2 separate regions of the Zea mays genome follow, and region 2 is linked to region 1. Evidence: chromatin contacts called from public Hi-C data. All regions are on one chromosome and are shown on one strand. Each heading gives the region's core, a stretch centred on a gene start, on an enhancer-like site or on the middle of the called end of the contact. The rest is flanking DNA. Distances are from core to core; before and after follow the strand shown.

Region 1 (3,242 bases), core at 462-2,961:
CTGCACATAAAGTATCCTTAAGTACTAGCCATGCGTCAGGAGCTGCCTTTGGCAAACAGTGCTGATTATTTCCTGCAAAAGAAAAGAAAAAAGAAGAAGAGAAATAAATATTACAAGTCAAATACTGCGATCCACCCAGACAAAAAAAAAGTGTATGCTTCCTGTTCTCCAGAATGGAGGACAAAAGGCTGCGTTTGCGAATGCCGATGTCCATCCGTCTGCAAACAAATGCCGCGTTTCGCGTAAGCTAGATTCCCATGGGAGGAAAAGTCTCGCAGCGTCCTGATAGAACCAGACACTTTACACCCTTTCAGAGACACCCAAAAAAAAAGAAGGATGAAAAAGAAATCGAAAGACGAAACCATGTCGCGAACACAGAGCGCTAAAGAAAACACAAACTCTGAAGAGCGAAAGCAGAGGAGGCAACGACCTGCCCGTGACCAACAACTCCGTCGCATTTGGATTGGACACACCAAAAATCAAGCCTTTCCAGGAAGACTCACGCATACAGCTAACAGACTGTTCCTTTGGCTTTTAATACGTATACTAAAGCGAACAGTTTTTTTTTATACGCGACGATGCAGAGACGGTCAGGCATAGCGGCAGGAACAGAGAAAGGAACAAAGCAGCGGTACGGTACCATACCATAGGAAGCAAAGGGAGACAGAGACGTGGTTGGATCACAGGACAAAGCACGCCTGATTTCTTCCTTTCCCCCCACGGAAAGAACCAGGCAAGCAAGGAGGACGACGGACAGGGAAACATGAGCGAAACCACCAACCGCGCACCGATTCATCCACCACTCCCCAGCTCCGGACTCTGATGGCGTGGCTTTAACTGCGCCGCATCAGGCCGTGCGGCCCAGTGCAGTAACTACGTGCAGTGCAAGTGCAGGCATGGACAACACACCAAACAAGAGGAAAGGTTTGGATGAAAGACTCTGTTTCCCCTCTTTTTTGTCGTAACAAGAACGATGCGCCTCCAAACCAGAATCATGAAACACGCATGTCGAATGCTACTTCTTCTGCGGTTCTACCACTCATCTACCAGCTCTTCAGATCAGAGCTTCTGAAGAAACAATAACAGAGCAAAACACACAAAAAAGCGGGTAACATGGGAAGGTGAACAAGCCCAAGAGAAAAAGTCTCCCCCACTCCTCACTCGCACGCAGAACGAGTGCAGCCTTGGGCGACGGAGCACAGCACCACAATCCACAAGAAAGAAGACAGAGAACAGGAGACGGAGCGGAGGATCGGAGGAGCTCTGACCTTTGCGCGGGCAGGCGCCGCCGCAATTCTGTCTTGCTTCTCTACTGCGCCGGCCAGAAAGAAAGCTCCGGGAGAACCGGGGGGGCCGGCAACGGCAACGGCAAGGCGGGGATGGGGATGGGATCGCGGCGGAGCCCGAGAACCCAAAAAATTCCGCGATACACAGAAAAGAGTTCCCCGGGGCGGAGGGTGGAGACTTAAATAAACGCCATTCATGAGAGGCAGCAGAGCAGTGCAATAAATTTGATGCGCTGTGGGGGGGAGGGGGGCCCTTTTGCGAATCGGACCCTCGAAGGAGCTGCACGAACCGAACCCTTGGATTGATTATAGCTTCGAGAAGGAGGGCCTGCATTTTTTTCCCCTAGTCCTAGTGCAGGTGTCGACTTTGCTACGCAGTCCAGAAATGTTTTCTTTTTTGGCGCGGCAGTTGACTGGGTAGGCTCGTGTGGCATTCTGCTTGTTTTGAGGTGGGATTCGTATAAATGCTCTAGTCATGTTTGAGTTGTTCTTTTACTTTGTACCGGGATTTTTTTTAAAATTGTAACACAGTATTTCGTGCCGTAAAATGTCAGCAGCACAACAAATGATATACTATTGGTGTACTCTCGCACATACATGCATTTATTAGAAAAGAATCTGTCGTGTGTAGCGTTCACTGGATTTTTTCCTTGATACGTACACATCCTCGATCCCAAATAAGACTGAATCTCGTCGAATAAGAAATCAAATGTTCTTTAAGTCTAGCTAGTAGTACTATATAAGAGATGTCATTGATATTTATATCCCTAAATAAATTTACTATAAAATCTAGAACTCTTCTGTAGGTGATTTGCGCATTTATTTTAAAGACGGAGAGGCAATATATAATACTTATTATTACTACCCTGTATTCTATAGGTGAGTTGCGTCACTATGTATGTAGAATGAAGCATATATTAGCCAGGTGTACTTTAATAGAATACTATACGAAACAAAATCTCTTCTTTGGACGCGATCTCTATTTTTTCAAATTCACTTGACAAGCAGGTTTACTTTAATTCTCTCCACACATAAGCAGGTTTACTGGGAAAAGAGATGTATTTCCGTAGGTCAAATGGACATTAGAAAAGTTCAAGTCTTTTACTCGATGCATGGGGCTGCATGATAGTACCGTACTACACTGTACCGGAACGTTAATATATTCTGGACATGGAAATCTTTATGCTCAGTGTTCTTCCGTTCATGTGCTGCTGTACCGCGGCCGGGAGCAAAATCTGTTACAGTAGTAAATCGATATCGATACTCTATCTTCAGCAGAATCACTGGATGAGATAGACCTGGAAAGTACGTGCTGGCTGGCGCTGGTAGCAGTAATTGCGGGGGTGTGCGTGCAAGATGTCGTTTCTGTACAAACCACCGGGCCACCAAACAAACCCGGCGGCCGCCGGAAGGAGGAGACGGCTGGGAAGCATTGAAGTACTGTGCCAACCATGCTCGTGTTGTTTATAAAGAAAAGGCTATTGCCAGCTGCCCCATATACAAGTCCTTTATTTATTTATTTGGGATTGTGCTATATATACTACATGCCAAACATATTGCTCTTGAATTGTCAACTTATAAAAGAGCTTACATATTGACAGCACAGGTCTGATGGCAATAGAATGGTTCGTGCATCGTGTATTGAGTAAAATTGTATCGAGTAAAATCATTCTTGATCCTTTACATATCTCTACTCCTCTAAAATGTCAGTTTTGTGGACCGTACGTCACGTGCGAAACGTGTAACTCCCCCGCTTGTTGCCTACCAATAGGCCATTGCATCGTGGATAGAAGAGTCGTTACACTACAGAATGCCAGTGGGAAACCACACACACGATAGAAAACCACACGCGGTACAATGCTCACACATAGTATCACCTCGCTAGCTGAAGTAGGACGAGCGACCGAACGAGCTATAAAAAATTAAACCATGCTTCGTTTCAACTCATACGTTTCT
Region 2 (3,242 bases), core at 453-2,952, 360 kb before region 1:
TGAAAAAGCTTTGTCCGCCTTACAACTCAGTTTATCTCCTGATGTTCTGCGTGAAGTAATGAATGCAAAATCTGCAGTAGAATTGTGGAACAAATTGGAGGAGCTATATATGACCAAGAGTCTTGCTAATAAGCTCCGTCTCAAAGAGCGCATTTATATTATTCGTATGGCAGAATGTACATCTATTCAGTCACATATTAATAAATTTAATTCAATTATTGTGGACCTTGAGAGCCTTGATGTGAAGATAGATGATGAAGATAAGACAATTTTGTTGGTAGTCTCATTGCCCCTTCTTTTAAGCATTTTAAAGAAATTATGTTTTATGGTAATCATACTTCACTGTCCTTTGAGAATGTTAAGTCAAATTTATTGTCCAAAGAAAAATTTGATGTTGATTCTCGTTCTGAACCCAAAGGTGAAGGTTTAATTGTTCAAGGATCTGGAAATCATTAATCCAACCTTTATTGCCCTTATTGCAGAAAAATACTCATCATATTTCTCAGTGCCCTAAGGTGAGAAATAAAGAGAAGAGAAAGAAAAAAGAATTGGATAAGTCTTCTGTTGAAGCCAGTTTTGTTGAAACTTTGGATAGTGGAGAAACTGTATTTGTTGCCTCTGTTGAAAAGTGCTCTTCTTGGGTTCTCGATTCCGCTTGCACTTTTCATATTTGTTCACATAGAGATTGGTTTTCTGATTATGTTCAGTCTCATGCTGGTAAGGATGTTATTGGAGATGGATCCACATGTGAGATTATTGGAATCGGCTCTATTTATATCCAAGTTCATGATGGCAGTATTAAGAAACTTATCGATGTCCGTTTTGTTCCAAAATTGAAGAGAAATCTTATTTCTTTGAGCACTTTAGAAGCAATGAGATTCAATTTTGCTGCTATTGATGGTGTTCTTAAGGTTTATCGTGGCAACCGTATTATCTTGAAGGGCAACCGTTTGAATAATCTCTATTACTTGCAATGTTCAACAGTTGATGCTGAAGCTGTTTCAATTGCGTTCCAGAAGAGAGGTTATTTTGATGATATGAAGCCGTGCTCCAGTTCCAAGTCTAATGATTCCTTAGACTTGATTGATATTCAAATTTAGCATCCTAGTAGTGTTTGAGAAAACAGTTTTATAGATTAGCGTCAAGGGGATATTTGTTGGATAAGATCATGTGATCTTATCTCTATCTTGTTGGATAAGATCATGTGACCCTATCTTTATCTACTTTGCCTATATAAATAAGTCTCCCTTGTATCCTGTACTTGAACAACATATAATAGATCTGTTTTCCCGTGGTTTTTTTCTCCTCCACATTCGAGGAGTTCTTTCCATATTAAACTCTATGTCTCCTTTTTGTTCCCACCTGCGATCCTAACAGCTACAATTAGTGGTCCAAGTTACATTAGAACCTGCAGGTTGCAGCACATGCTAACCTGAGTGCTGACCAGGGTTGAGTCCAGGTCGTTGTTCAACCAAACACGTGACCGTTAACCGTTACATGGGCGTCTCGCGGTGACAGCGGGAGAAGAGGAAACCGCGAAGGCGAGACCGCGAGACGACTACGGAGTACGGACAGGAGAAGGCGAGAAGCTCGCAAAGAAAACCAAACCAGAACCCACCCTCGTCGTCCGCCTCCAGAGAAGCAGAAAATCGTGTCCCGAGTCCGCCGCCCTACGCCTACTGCTCCTCCCACCACCACCAAACAAACACCACACCGCGCGCCACGCCTCCGTCTGCCGGCGGTGACCGAGCCAGCTCATCAGCGGCCAAGGAGCGGGATGCCGGGGCCAGGAGCGCACCTGCTGTACGCTCTGTCGGGCGGTGCGGCGCTGTCTCGGCTCGCCGGCCCGGACCGCCGCTTCGGGCCGCACCACTGCGCCGTCTACGCAGCGAACGCGTTCCTCGGCCCGGACCTCGGCTCCTTCGCCGAGTGGCTCTGCTCCTTCCTCCCCTCGGCCTCCGCCGCGGGGGACCTCGCCATGGCCGCCGTGCACCACCCCTTCTACTACCCGCTCCTCCTCGGCCTCCCGCTCGCCTGGGCCTACGCCTGGCTCTCCCGCCGTCTGCTTCGCGCCGGCGTCCTCGACTCTCCCTCCGGGGTGGGTGCCGGAATTTCCAATTCCTCATGAATCCTTCTTTCGCCGCGTTGGATTTGCTATGTTTGCTTCCTCCCACTTTTTTTAATCTACTGTTCGGTACGGCTGCGTTCGGAGTCTAGCAACTTGGTGCCAATGCCATTCTAGTTTAGCAAATGCCGCGTTATCTTAATCCTCTGTTGCAGAATAGTGTTGAGTAGCTTCGCAGCCCAGACGCCTCTGTATCAATCTAGTGTTGCGTGCCTGATTTGTTTAATCTTGGTGGCTTGGTGCTGCTGCAGGTACCATTAAGAAAGAGGCAGTGTTTCTTGCTGATCTCTGCCGGCTCGCTCTCCCACTTTTTCTTGGATCACTTGTTTGAGGTGAGCATTCAGTAGTTTGGATTTTTTGTCAACCGGAAGTCGGCAAGGAATGTCTCGTGAACATGGGATGTATCAGCTTAGAATTGATGTCCCAACTTTAAAAGTGTGTGCTTGACATCTTGGACAGTTGGACCCAAGTTGTTCTAGAAATACCCAACTAATCCAACTGGCATGATGTTTCTGCACTGCATGTGAAGTAAAATTTGTTCAGATCACAAATGAACCTTTCCCTTTGATGCTTTGGGATTGAATGTGTCATTTTACCCGACTGAGTCATGTTACACACTTATACTGCTGCAGGAGAATGGGCATTCTACAATGTACACTTGGATACTGAGCACTGGTTGGTGGAAAGGTCGTGCTCCTATCAATCCAGATGCAGTGCTCGTCGTAGGACTTCTTTGCACTTGCCTCATGGGGGGATATGTGTACATCAACAGGTGATAGCTTTTTAGGTGCACTATCCCAAGTACAAACTAAAAAATGTTACACAGAAACTAGATTAGGTTTCTTGCAAGATTCTAAATAGATAGCTATATCATGTGCTGTTATAAAGTGCAGTGTGTTTTGGAACCTCGCCGCTATGCCAGTACAAACTAACCTGTTCAAACGTCGAGTCGGGTCAAGTTCAGGTCGTGGGTTGTTTGGCACGGCCTGCACTGACCCGTGCATAGTGTCAGGTCAGGTCAACCCGTGACTTCTTGTCGGGCGTGTCGGGTTAGTTTTTTTTGGGTTGGGTTAGGTTTATTGGCTTTGGGTCGGGTTTTGGGGTGAAAAATATGGTA

Evidence for each region. A called contact is a pair of places that touch in the nucleus more often than the background predicts.
Region 2: a Hi-C map of ear shows a contact between it and region 1, with 2.8 times the contacts expected there. The contact joins the promoter of LOC100278581 here to the promoter of LOC103646343 in region 1. A contact is called at or near these places in 4 of 25 Hi-C or Micro-C datasets (ear, endosperm, leaf and 1 more).

What each region holds. Positions count from the first base shown.
Region 1 is chr2:41,781,308-41,784,549 of Zm-B73-REFERENCE-NAM-5.0, reverse strand. It overlaps LOC103646343, which reads right to left and starts at 1,711. Exons shown (of 5, transcript XM_008671075.4): 1 at 1,269-1,711; 2 at 1-72. The coding sequence starts at 1,620.
Region 2 is chr2:42,144,462-42,147,703 of Zm-B73-REFERENCE-NAM-5.0, reverse strand. It overlaps LOC100278581, which reads left to right and starts at 1,702. Exons shown (of 4, transcript NM_001165648.1): 1 at 1,702-2,098; 2 at 2,377-2,457; 3 at 2,758-2,897. The coding sequence starts at 1,778.